3 separate regions of the Columba livia genome follow, and all the other regions are linked to region 1. The links are chromatin contacts, called in public Hi-C maps. All regions are on one chromosome and are shown on one strand. The core of a region is the stretch at or near the end of the contact, and the rest is flanking DNA. Distances in the headings are between cores, read along the strand shown. Region 1 has its middle 62 kb from the start of TOMM20. Region 2 overlaps LOC102093754 (a long non-coding RNA gene). Region 3 has its middle 82 kb from the start of IRF2BP2.

Region 1 (4,266 bases), core at 472-2,971:
GAAACATTTTAGAAAACAAAGCAATTGGCTTCTAGCAACATGATGTAACCTTGGTTTTTCCTCCCCTTATTGTAAGTACATCTCTGGGTGTTTGCTTTTAAAGCTGTATCCATTAATAATGTGCCTCTATATTTATTTAGAGATATGTCAAACAAGGAGTGCTTATCCGTAGCTCCAGGCAACCTAACAATTTTAATACATAAACAGCTATATAAATGAGTCTTATAATCATCCAACAAAAGCTTCAGCAACAAAGAACCCCATATGCACACCATCTCTTTTCAGGATGCTCACAATTCGGCATCTACTTCAGCAGCCAAGGAGAATAAATAAGCTTTCCAAGGGAACGAGCTCAGGTTATTACAGATCAAATGGAGGAACAAGTTGCTTGCTTTTTCTTAAGTTTAAAAAAAAAAAAAAAAAAAACAACAAAAACAACAACAAAAAACCAACCCACAAGTGGAAAAACATGGGCCAGATTTTCAAGCAAGCTCGGCACGTTGCCTGCCTAAATCATACTTATATGCAAGTGCATGCAAATGTGTTGTTTCCCTGGTCATCTGCCTGAACTGCATCCACATTTTCCTCAAATGCCTCCTTGAGCATGACAGGACATGCATGAGCAGCCTCCCCAGCCTTTCAGAAATCAGAGCATGGGTGCACTGGTGGGAACAGAGGAAACACCTGCATTCCTCCGCAGCACAAACGCAGCCAAAATAATGATGAATCTGAAAAAAGCCCGACCGAAGGCAAAGGTCAGGGTGCTGGGACTCTGCAGAGCTGAAGGGGCTCACACAGACGCTTGGCAGGAGGGAGCCTTACCCTTGTGCTTTTACACATATTTTACTGAGCGAGGTGGGGAAAAAAAAAAGCCAAATAAAATGAAGCAAACATTTTCAGCTTCTGCTGCAGTCTGTAGATGGGCGACTAAACACTGCTGCCCATAGCTCAGCCCCCATCAAAGCCTGCTGCAATGGGTGGTATTCCTTCTGGAGAGAAGAGGAGCTGTGGAGCATGCCCGTGCTGCCTGCCCTGGAGGTGAAGGGAGCTGCACAGCAGGGTGTGATGTGACACCCCTCTTTCATGGGCAAGTGACCGTGCCCCTGCCCAGTGCCAGCCATTGCTTCTGACCAAATCCTGCTCTCAGCCCCACTGGTGAAAAGCCCAAAATGCACTTGCTGAACCTTGCAGACCCTTTCACGCACACATGGTGCTGTTTTGGCTGGCCGGGGCTGAGGAGGCCCTGATTTTCCTTGGGGAGATGCCACTGAGCTCCCAGCTGGGCATCACCTGCCCTGCATCTGGCAGAGCTGTGGCTGAGGACCCATGCTGGAGGCAGCAAAGAGGCTCTGCCTCCAAGCTGAAACTCTCGTTTCTCTTCCTAGCTGGGAGGGACATGCAAAAAAAATTATAAGAAAACGCCACAGGAGCAAAGGGGAAGAAAACCCTCGGGAGCTCAGTTTAGATGTCTTTATTTTTTAATCCTCCTCCCTCAGCCTGTCTGATGTTCAAAGGAAAAAATAAAATGCTTGGACGGGCCTGTTCAGTGCAAGTCCCTGTCCCTCCCTTCCTGCTCCCCCTTGCTGCAATGCAAGAGGAAAAACACTGGGAAGGCTCTCGGGGGCGGTGGTGAGGATGTCTGCTTTGCCTCCACTCGTGCTGCTCTTCCTCTTGTAGCTTTTCTGACATCCAAAGAGGAAAAAGGCAGAACTGTGTCCCGCACCCAATACCTCTCTTGCACACACACAGAGGAGCACATTCCCACTCAAAACAAGACTGCAGTGCATTAAGCTTGTCCCTGAATGTAACCCTTCCAGCTTGAACAGCCCTGCTGGCTCCTGCCTTGGGCCAGGTTTCAGTTTCCCTGCGGCTTGATGACGTGATTTGGGCAGGATTTATGAGGCTTACAAAAAAAGCACAATTAAATCTAATGGGCAATGGAGGGGATTTTTTTCCTTCTCTCTCCCTTTTCGTTGCTGGCTTCTAAGGACCGAGGCAATGAGTTGGCAAAAGTCTGCTGTGTTGGCTGGAGCCTGAATTTCTAGCCAAAAAACTTTGCTCCAGGTCTAGTTAAGTTAATTTCCTAAAGTTTTAAAAATATTTTCTTTGCTGCAAGCTGACTGAGAAGCCATTGACATGTCGCTTAAAAAGCAATCAAAATACAGAACCTGATGGGCCAAAGCCATCTCTGCTGTAACACTGCTGTGGCTGGCACTGCAGCTGCCGCCAGTGAGGAAACCAGCTAGGGACCATGTCCTGGAAGACGGGGAGAAGAACCCAGGGTAGGACTGAAATATCCCCCCTGTTTCCAAGGGGATAAGAGGCATCTCTCTGAGAAGAGATCCCTCCAGTCCCTGTCAAACCCCAAGTGCTTGAAGAGCAGACATACCCAAACTCGACAGGAACGAGCACAACCTCCCCTGGAAACCACACACCTTGGGGAAGATAAAACCTGCAGCCCAGCTTTGCGCTTTTATTCCTGTCTAATATATAATAGCAGAGTGCGTTGGAGGAGTGTTAGCTATGTCATTTCAGGTACGAAAGAGTTGCGTTTTCTAGGTACCAGCTCTGTAAACCCCCAAGGAGCGTGCTGCCAACACAAGCAGGGGTCACGCTGTGTTCAGCAAGGCACGTGCGCATCCATAGTCACGTGCGCGCAGGCGTTTGCATTTCTCTCTCCCATGGAAACTTAACCTCAGCTCTCACGGGCTCATTTTCTTAATCCAAAACAAAGGTCAAACAGAAAGTATGTGGCTTTGTTTTATCTATGGAGAAATGCAGCCATCAGGCTTTCCGAAAGCATCAGCAAATTCTGCACGTCGATGTTTAAAGCCCTCAGAAAGGCACTGTGCCCTGCCCTTCCAAAGGCACCCCAGTTCGGGTGCTGGGCTGGTGGTGCTAGGAGCAGCTGGTGGTGAGCACCAGCCAGCCCAGCATGATACAGGATCTATGATTCTATGATTCTGTGACCTGCAGCAGGGCAGGATCTGCCAGGAGAAGGAATGGGGTGAGCTCAGAAACAGAGCATCCTCTAAGGACGTCAGCCCGCTTGGACTACCTACTTATTTCTTACTACATTACTGAAAAAGTGAGTGACAAAAAAAAAATCCTCTTGACTTGCCAAAAGAGGAAATGAAAAGGGAAATTTTGAGATTTCTCATCCCTCCAGAAAGCCCCTTGGCCGGGTGCAAACGTGGCCATCGCAGCCGCCCGCAGCCCCGCCGTCCCGGCAGGCCTTGCACCGCCTCAATCCTTATATCAATAAGGAAGTACAATCACTTAACCACAAAGACAGTTTCTTTTCTAAGCCCTTGCGTTGCCTCGGAAGGTTTTTTAAACAAGACACTTTCCTGTTTTTGAAACCTGTGCATCCGTATGGTTTGCAGGTTACTCAAATAACCTTATCACTTGAAGCAACACTGGCATGAATTTCAAAACTGCTTACTGCGGTGCTCCCCTCCTCTCTCCACACATATCTATTTACTCACAGGGAGCCTTATTTACAGTATCTTCTTGCCAACTGCTGACATAGAAGAAAAAAAAAAAGCCCTCAGTTACACATTAAGCTTTATCATTGAAGTATTCATGCCAGATGGTGTCCAAACAGAGTTAACTGGCTGACCTTAGCTTGGGGTAAGCCACACAACAGGGAAATTTCTATTGCAATCTGCTTGCACGGGCAGGGCTCGTTTCGCACCACCAGCCTTTTCATCTCCTCCTCACCTTCATTTGGGCTAAAAAGGCTTTTCAAAGAAAACAGGGGTTTGTTTTCAGAAAGCCAAGTGAAGTAGAGCTGGTTCCTTGTAAGATCATTAAAGGAGCAATTACCAGGAGAGGTTTGCTGGTAAGGCACAAAGAGGGCTGCCTGTAGTATAAATCCTGACCTAAAATCCATGTGTCTGCAAGTCAAATCTTATTCCTCTGCCAAAAAGGGGAAAACGAAGAAGACTGCTGTACAAGAATATGCCATACAGAAGGGCTGGAAAATCCAGAAATCAGGTTCAGTATGCCTGTTTTGCACAGCAGCTTTGGAAAGATCTGCCAAACGTAACAGTTTCATTTGACAGTCATCTTCTGGCTTAACTTCTGAGCTGGCTGTTGGCCATCTCGCATTGCACAATAAATGCCTGCAAAATTAATCATAAACTCCCTGCCTGGAACTCCCAGTGCTGATCTCCTGAAGGGTACCTGCAGCCTGCTCCGAAACCCTGCCAGCAGCTCAACTTCTGTTTTCATTTATGGCCCAGCCAGTGAGGGAGGACAAAC
Region 2 (4,407 bases), core at 1,642-4,141, 46 kb after region 1:
TGAACTGCATACAAAATGACAATCGATATGAAAGGATCTCTCTTCTCAACAGAGCCAGAATTTAAGAGCCCAGCTGAGCATTATGTTCCAGTTCATACAAAGAGATCCTTTTAAAGATCTATAACAATAACTTAAAGGTGGTGATCCAGCAAAAAAACCTATCAGGCCTCTCCGCACTCTCTCCCCCATGCCTCCTACCATTAGCACAAAGAACAGCTGGCTCCAACAAACAGGCATCGTTATTAATTACAATATGGTGACACAAACAACATGTGCTTAGGGATGTTATCAGGTCTGCATTCACGTGGGACAAAACCAAAATTTTCTTCCTTTTCTTCTTCTTCTTCTCCTTCCAGCTTGGGTAGCTCTGCCGCCTCATGTACTCAGCTGGGGAGGCGGCCATGCCAGGCACCTGGCGCAGTTACAGGTATGTGCACAGGGACAGGGAGCCTGTTGTGAGAAAACCCGTCCTTAGCAAACTTCTCTGGCCGCCAGCCAGCCTCCACGCGTTGGGCAAGTGACTCTGCCCGGCTGCGGTTACATCAGTCACCACCACCTCCCTCAATGTCATGGCACGGGAAGCAGCTGCCAGGGGAGAGAGAGAGAGAGGGAGGCAGTGGCTGGCTTTTGAAACTGGCTGTCCAAAAAACATTACAACACCCTCGCCGGTTTCCAGCGGGTTTGCTCAGTTCCTCCCTTCCCGTGAAGACCACACAGGCTTGGCGAGGGCGTTTTGCCCTGCCGCAGAGGGGAGGTCGCTGGGGCCGCCACTCCTGGCAGCCGCTCCGCAGCAGCGCGATTCCACTGACTTCCTCCAGACGCTCTCCCAGGGCCAGAACCAAACTCAAAATCTGATATTGGGGGAGGGGGGGTGTGGACTTGCTTGTTTGTTTGTTTTTGTCCCCCAGAGCAAGATTCTCCACACTGCTCTACCCCCAGACCAAGGGGGAGGCAGGGCTGGAAGGGTGAGCAGACTGAGAAGCCCCTCACAGCTCCACTCCCTCCCCTGCCTCTCCTCTGGCAGACAGCAAGATCCCACTCTTGGCTACTGCCCCAGTGTACATTTAGAGCCACCCCTGCTTCAGCAGTGACCGGGGATTTGTTCTGTGTGAGGGGACAGAGCAGACCTTGGACAAGGGATGGCACTTCAGGACAACCATCTGGTGCCCGGTGTAAACACAATCACTTTCTAAAAGAGAGCAAAACTGGCAAACAAAAATATTGCTCCTGGCATGCAAGTATTTCCACATTGATTCAACGCTTAAAAACGCACTGAAGTGAGGATGCCCTTTTTTCAAACCCTCCAGCAAATTCACTTTCGCTCTTAGCAAACTGCTGTCTCCTCAACCCTGACAGCAGCAGCACCTTCCTACAATGGCACCTCAACCCTCCTTTGCTGGACCCCGCCAGCCCCTGTGCTGCCTCCCCTTGCAGTCTCCTCTGCATTGCCTCCTGCCGAAGCCCTTCTAGAGGAGCAGCTGGAATTTCTGCAATGACCGTCCTGCAAGATAACCCACCATGGGCCTGTCTAGCCCAGCAAAAGCAGGGAGAAGCGCTCGCTGAAGCCCACGCGGAAGCTGTCACCAGGGAGGGTGGAACAGGAGCCCTCACAGGTTCACAAATTGGCCGGATTGGGGTAGCTTTTCTCCAGTCAGAGGCTCTGGAAGGATTCTTTGGCTGCAACATATCATATGACTTTGTTCTTAGAGTTACATTTTAACTGAGAAAGTTTAACAAGTATGACTTATGGGCTTCTAAAATTGGCAGCAGAAAAATGAGCTGAGGAAGTCATGGAAAAAACCACAAGCGAGGCCATTCCATGTTATGCACAATTTCTGGGCTCTTTTTCCAATCTTCTGTTTTTTTGGATGGTGGAAAATATTTTCCAACTACACAGGCCTGGCCTCACTGAGCGTGTATTTATGCCAAGTTTATAAAAAGCAGCTGCAGACAGGGTTGAATGAAAGGATTACACTGCTGTCTGTCTTCCAGAAGGTGCTTCAGTTCACACCCTGTCCCACAGAGTGAGGCCCATTTCTCAAATCTCCACGAATTTCTGTAAAGAGCGACAAAATTTGAACCGCACAATACAAACAGCTATGGCTATGCATGCAAATGGGCATGCATGCGTGTACATCTAGCTAGCTGGCTAGCTGGCAGAGGTTCCTAGCCACTGCTAAAGCTGGCTTTTGGCGCTTGAGGTTTACCGCCATGCTGCCAGCCTCTCCCCACCCTACAGCCCCGTCCATCTTCCATTAATACAACAATGGGTAGAGGGCTTCCCTGTTCGAGACCCTGCTTTCAGTGGACCTCTGCTGCCTCTTCACATCTACCTGCTGTCCAGCTGCTCCCACTGAAATTCAGGCTTCACTAACCTCACGTATTCTCAGGCTGCCAGGCTTTACAGCTGGGAGGCATCACGGTAAGCGTGCAGCCTGACCTCCTCCGCAGCACACTTGCCACAGAATTTCAATCAGAAAGCTGGGCAGTGGAGTCATAACCTTAATTTTCAGCTGTGTCTTATCACAGCCTTGGCCCGATACACTAGTCACAAGAGGAGAGTCACAAATAATTCTTCACTCTCCTGAACAGAATAGCTGCAGGGGGCGCGGGGAGGACACAAACTGAAAGTAAATGGATATAAAAAGGTAAGGTAGGTGGTAAGCTGCAGATCGCACATTTAAAATCTGTACCCTGCTGTTTTTGCAGTCGAGTATCTTAGAATAACAGTACTGAGAACGACAGTGTTACATCGGGAATATCGGTCAAGACAATATTTCCTGGCAATTGTTTGAGAAATGCTTTTCTCACAGCTAATTGCTCCCAAGAGGCTGTGTTTTCTCTGTTTTTAGAATGAGAGCAATTAAGAAAGAAGGTTTTTAAACCTCTGCACCCTGCTGTGGGACAAAGAAGGGGTGGGGGGGCGGAAAAAAAGAAAGAAAAGAGAAAGGCACAACAGCTGTAATGTTCTATGAAATGATTTTGTTCTGTTCTCTTGCCGGGCTGGTGGGTGCAATCACCAGTTTGGCAGAGACAAATACAGAAAAAGCAAGAAACGCTATAGGAAAGAGCCGGGGAGTCCCGGCGGCAGGAGTACCACATTGCCATCTAGTGGCACCGGCTCCGGGAAGCCAAAACACACGGGGGGGCGCTGCGGGCTCTCCGTGCCCGCCCCCTCGCATCACCGTACCTGAACACGGGGCCCAGCTTCCTTTCAGTGCTTTACAACTAAGCCTGACAACTGCAAAACCGCTTGGTCTATAAAAAACAGGTGTAGGAAGGCATGGGGGAAAGGGAAAAATTCCACCAACAGGAAGTTGAAGGCAAACTTGTCCTTGCTGGGAAAAGCTGGTGCTTACACTGAGGCCTGCAGGTTCCCATCTTCCATTGCTGCTGCACACAAAGCGACCGCAGCCTTCACATGTTCTGCAATTGTTGTACGGACACCTGCGGCAAAATGATGGGCTGGCGGGAACAGTGAGCGCTACCTTGTCCCAAGGAGAGAGGCCTGAACCCAGAGCTCGTGCCCTGTTCCCAATCCTGTTGGACCAAACACCTCAGTGCTTGTGTGCCCAGCTGCTACCTGCAGGGCCAGCCCTGAAAATTAAACTCCACTATGTGCCTCTGAAATGACACACTTCCGTTGTATTCCAATAAGAATACAAATGTTAACCTTTCAACACTGAAAAAAAAAGAAAACCCAAAACACTAAGCCCCTTAGATAGCAAAAGGCAGGCACTCTACCTGTGCAAAACAGCTAGCAAAGGGAAGCAAACACATTCTTTTGCATGACCTTCACACAGCGAGTTAAAAAGAAGAAAGATCTTGGCGTATGTGAATTCTGATGTTCACCGAAAGACATTAAATTGCAAGGTCCTGGCTACAGCAGACCTCTATTTAGACAGAAAACAAAAACGCTGCCAGTGCCTGAACTCTGCCGTGTCAGACAATCATTTTGGGAAGCAACAGAAGAGGCCTTGCATCAGGCATCCAAGACTGCCCACAAAGCTCTGCCTCGTGGCAAACTGCTTTTTGTTCTTGCGCTTCCCACTGGAAATAAATGACCACCTGCACATCTTATGGACAATGAAAGGTGATTAGCAGCAGACTGCACATGGCCGTGGTGCAAAGGACAGTATGTCTACCTAATAATCATTAGCTCCACGTCTTTGGTCCCCAAGTCCCGTGAAGCTTCACAAGAGCACGGCTGTATTGCATGTGCCCTAAATAGCCATGTCAACAAGGGTGATATTCTTTGATAACAGCAAAAATTACATGGTCTTCCAAGAAGAAAGGAAAATGGAGTTAAGTTCCCCAAAATGAAGATAATCTATGCTGTTCCAGTGAATCAGTCTTACAGCAGCATTTGTTCAAAAATCCCAGTGTGATGACCTTTACAAATACTAT
Region 3 (4,523 bases), core at 1,159-3,658, 51 kb before region 1:
AAGCAAAGTTCATGGACTTAGATGTGGACTACTCAGAGTGGCCACTTCACAAAGGGATGGAGAGGCCAGTTCAGACCTCCAGCTGAGGGAGAGGGAAGATCACCTGGAGCCCTCACTGCATCTCCGTGTGCTGTTGCCTCTCCCAGCGTGGCTGCAACCAGCAGCAGTAATGCCCACCTGGACTCCCCCTGACTCAGATCTAAACCTGAGCAGATCACAGCTGTTCACATGAAGACTTCCCAAGTCAGCTTCCTGCTGGTAGAATAACCCAGCCCGAACACCCATTCCCAGGCAAACCAGACCACATCTTCAAGCACCTGTGGGTGGTCAGAGGGAGAGGCTCAGAAAGGTCTACCGAAATGCTGCAGCTTGAGCTCACCACTGGCCAAGCACTGGTGACTCACTGAGGCTGAAGCCCTGAGCACTGGGATTTGCCTCTTGCTCCAGCAGCTGCACTCTGGCAGCCGAATGCTGGCCAAGGGCAGCCAGGTGGAGAGCCCTGTGGCCCCACAGAGCACAGGCAGCACTGCAGGCAGACACCAGCCAGCAAACCTTTAGGAGAACACAGAGGAGTCGGATTTTAGAGACTATGCTAAAAAGTCCTGTTTTCATCATTTTGTTTCATAACAGGGACCCAAGCCCGAGCACAGTGTTTTTCCTTCACTCTGAATCACTGGGACCATTTTCAATGGCCTGTGTGTTAGTACTGCACAGCCAGGATGATTTCTTGGCTCCTGATGGCTGAACTTCCAGCCAGAAGACACTGGCACAGCAAAAGAGAGGATAGGAAAGGCTCTGAGGGGCTCCCACAAGTTTCTTTCCCCAGGATGCACAGTAGGTCCCCTGTCCAGTGTAGGAGGTGCAGACCTCCAGGGTACCACTTTGAGCCTCTCCTAAGTCCAGACCTCCCACCAGAGAGCCCTAAAACAAGTGTCCTCACCAGTGCCCTGCTTGGAAGAAGGTCTCAGCCTTTTCTCTGAGCTTCTGGGCCACCAGAACCCTGCAGCCTCCAGAGGGGGAGTACAGCACACTCTGGAGGGTGAGAAGTGGGGCAACCAGCACGTCCCCTTCTGTTCCCCAGGCCATTCTGTCAGAAATTCGCCCCTGCAACAGGAACAAGCCTACCAGCTTCATGGGCCATGCAAACCAGAAAAGCAAATGGTGGTTTGGAAGCAAAATAATCTAGCAGAGCAGCAAAATTTATGAAATCCATTATGAAACTCCATATGCAGATCCCATGTACCTGGAAAGCCCTTTAGAATTCTTGTGACAGAGCAAATCCTAAAATGGAGGGGTCTTCTAACCAAGCACCAGTGAGATTTTGTAACTTGCAGCTGCTAGGTCAGAAGGAACAGGCTGCTTCTCGCAGTGACCCATTTACTTTTCCTCTTCATGGCTGTGCCTTTCTCATTTAGATCAGTTTGCTTTTGCCAGATGGAGTCAAAGTTACCACTGTGAATCAGCTTTTTTTCCTTGTTTCTTGGAAAGCACTAGTCAGTACCATGTCAAGAAAAACAAACAGGGAGGTTTGCTTAGGATCTATTTAAAGCAAAGCATCAGTGGTAGATCCAATATCATCCCTGGGGCCAGCACTGATGTCTGTGACAAAACTGGGGCTACTGTGCATGAGAAGGGCAGGATCATTGCAAAACTGCAGCAAACATCCCATCTTTCACACAAAGATATCAGAGGCATGCACAATGCAAGCGAGAGCACTCCGTGCCAGTATCCCCACTACTGCTATTTGGAGTCTCTGACCATGTAAGAAAAGTCCTGGAACTCATTCACTGCAAGCTGGCACAAGGTCCTGAAATGCATCAGAGACACCCTGGGTGACCTGAGAGGAGGACCTGAGTTTTCTGCCTCTGCTTATCAGACCTTGGGTGGTGGAAGACCATTCTGACTGAGGAGAAAGCCTGTGCTTTGCCGGGGGGTGACAGAGCAGCGTGCTCACCACCACTGCCACCTCCTCCCACGCCCACCCACAGTGCCAGGTGGGAGAAACCAGCCAGGGAGGTGGCGGTGGAGCAGACCAGGTGCTGCAGAAGGTCCCATTCCACCAGGGTGTCTCCTGGTGGGAAGCACAGGCGTGTGCACCCCATGCAGCTGGGAGTCCTGCGCTGCATACATGCTCAGCCCAAGGAGAGGGCTAAGAACACATCCTCACCTCACAAGAGCATCGTGAGGCAAATTTAATTAGCATCTATAAAACATTCTGACACTTTCCGTATGGAGCACAAAGTGTTATTAAACAGCCGTGCGGAGCAAAGCCAACAGTGCTTCACTTTTGTTTATATAAGGTGTTCTGCTGATACCGTACCCTTGGGAAACAGTAACGGCTATGATTACGATAGGGTATTTACTGCCACCTCAGTTCGCTGCTGCAATACTGACCGTACCTCTAAAAGCAATCTCAGAAACGGCTAGTCCACAGAGAATTTCGCTCTGTCCCACTTACAGGCATGCTAGTGCTTGCCTTTTCCTTCTGCAGCTCTTTTCTGTAAAAGAGACATTCATAACTCCAAGCTCCATACCAGTGAACCTAATCCAGCAAGTATCCAAGACATTCAGGAAAAGAGACTTTCATAGCATTGGAATTTTTCCATGCCAGCACTTTTTCATCCTAAGATAAATGGCTTTTATTTACAGGGCTAAAGGCTCTATTATTTTCAAAATACTTCTCAGCTTCAAAGCAGCAATGGAAATCGGCTGTGCACCTGGCCAGCTGATTCAGCCTGGAGTCGGCCAAACAGCAAGAGGCGTCTTTCTTTCCCGCAGCATCAAGGGGTAATTTTCTGTGCAGCGGACAAGTGGGCTGGAGGGCTGATGTAAACGGGCTAACACTTAATTAATCAGGACATATTTAAGCAGGGCCTGGTCAGCACAGCACGCTGAATTTCTAAACTGGGGGCTGGTACCTGGGAGGCACCTTCCACGTTGGATGCTGAGTCTTAGAAAAGCCTCCTGGGGAGCTTGCTTTCAGACATCTGGCTGTTCTGTTGGGGCGAAGCCCCACTGAGCCCTGTCATCCATCCACTTAACCTGAGCAGGTACAGGAGGATGGACATCCACAGCGATTCAGGCACAGACAAGACCAGAAAACAGCTATGCCAAGCTCAGAGTCCCCTTGGGCATGAGTGAGCGCTCCTGCAGATGCTGATGGAAACTGATTTTATTTTTACCATAACAGTGGCCAAAGGCTCCAGCTGATGAGACAGGCTTGTCCTTCTCTGAGACAAAGTTTAGCAAACACTTCACTGAAAGCAGTCTTGACCAAATTGCTCCCAGCCCTGGAGAGCAGACAGAAGCAAAAGGCAGAGGAGGAAGAAGAGGGGAGGAAGCATGCTGCCCGGGGGAGCTGGGCACTGTACTTGGAACCCACACGGGGCTTCATGTTTGCCTGCAAAGCAACTTTCCTGAAGCCCAAGCAACAGCCAAGAGAAGCTCCCAGCCTTCACCTGCCTCTCTGCAGGGCTCGGGGAGGCCCATCCAGAGTGTCTAGAATGAGGTCCTGAGTTATCTATGCCTTCCTCCAAATCCGTTTTCTTCGCAGCTCCCTGCTGCCCAGGACCACCCGTCTCCCCCAACCTTGCTTACCACTCCAGCAAGTCCCTCCTCACCAGACTCGCACCTCAGCCATCCCGTGGCTCCTGGCCATTCAATGCTGAGACCGCATGCAGGAGGTTGCACAATGCTTGGCCACATTACACTTGACCTGAGCACAGGTTGTTGCTCTCACTTTCAAGAGCCACAGCCATAAAAAGAGCCGGAATTTGCTGGCCAAGGAGAAGCCAGGGTGAGCTGATGCAGTGCAGGCTCCCGTGGTCAATGGCTGCAGCTCTGTGCTGGGGGAGGACACGCAAAGCCTAATGTGGAAATGTTTGTATTTGGAGCAATATATCGTGAGGTTTAGCCCCTAGCAGCTGCAGAGGCTGTTTACTGTAGCACACAGTCCTCGGCCTATTAGCTGAAGGCCTGACAGTGACCAGATGCAGAGGGAAACAACTCTGAAGCCTGCAGCCGTATTTATGTCCTTGCCAAGATCCCAACAATACCTTGCCTAATAAGTCTGGCACAGAAATAATCATTTAAAGAGCTAAAAAACACAACATCCGCAGCCCATCTTTACAGCCAGAAGGGGAGTTTTGTGAGGCTTACAGTCTAATCTTTCACCGTCCTGAGTGCTTCCCTCCTACTTGACAAACAGTTGGTGATTTATTTCCTGAATGGTTGGATGCAAACCTCCTGTATGTAATCGCTCAACAGGGAGGCTGCACCTCTGCAGCCAAATTCAGCTGCTTGCAGCAGCTGCACAAGGAAGCAAAAAGCAGCAGAAGCCTCTTCTGCACAGGGGGATGCCAAATTCACACGGGGCTTACCCCTGCCCCACGTCTCTGGTGCCAGGACAAGAGCTGATCCCCAGGGCAGGCAGCCCTAACCCAGCCACTGAACCGCAGCATGCACACACGCTGGGCTTGCCCACGGCTTGTGCAGGAGGAAGGACAGGCTGTACTGCCACAGCA

Evidence for each region. A called contact is a pair of places that touch in the nucleus more often than the background predicts.
Region 2: a Hi-C map of crop shows a contact between it and region 1, with 4 times the contacts expected there. The contact joins two enhancer-like sites. A contact is called at or near these places in 2 of 2 Hi-C or Micro-C datasets (crop and liver).
Region 3: a contact with region 1 is called in a Hi-C map of crop, with 1.4 times the contacts expected there. The contact joins two enhancer-like sites. A contact is called at or near these places in 2 of 2 Hi-C or Micro-C datasets (crop and liver).

The regions. Positions count from the first base shown.
Region 1 is chr3:78,873,115-78,877,380 of bColLiv1.pat.W.v2, forward strand. No RefSeq gene overlaps it. Among named protein-coding and RNA genes, the nearest start is that of TOMM20, 62 kb to the right of the region's middle. Within about 2 kb of position 1,722, at least 3 of the 3 cell types and tissues checked have an H3K27ac peak away from gene starts, as active enhancers do.
Region 2 is chr3:78,917,445-78,921,851 of bColLiv1.pat.W.v2, forward strand. LOC102093754 (a long non-coding RNA gene) reads left to right here. Exons shown (of 3, transcript XR_001230439.3): 2 at 357-427. Among named protein-coding and RNA genes, the nearest start is that of TOMM20, 18 kb to the right of the region's middle. Within about 2 kb of position 2,892, at least 3 of the 3 cell types and tissues checked have an H3K27ac peak away from gene starts, as active enhancers do.
Region 3 is chr3:78,821,078-78,825,600 of bColLiv1.pat.W.v2, forward strand. No RefSeq gene overlaps it. Among named protein-coding and RNA genes, the nearest start is that of IRF2BP2, 82 kb to the left of the region's middle. Within about 2 kb of position 2,409, at least 3 of the 3 cell types and tissues checked have an H3K27ac peak away from gene starts, as active enhancers do.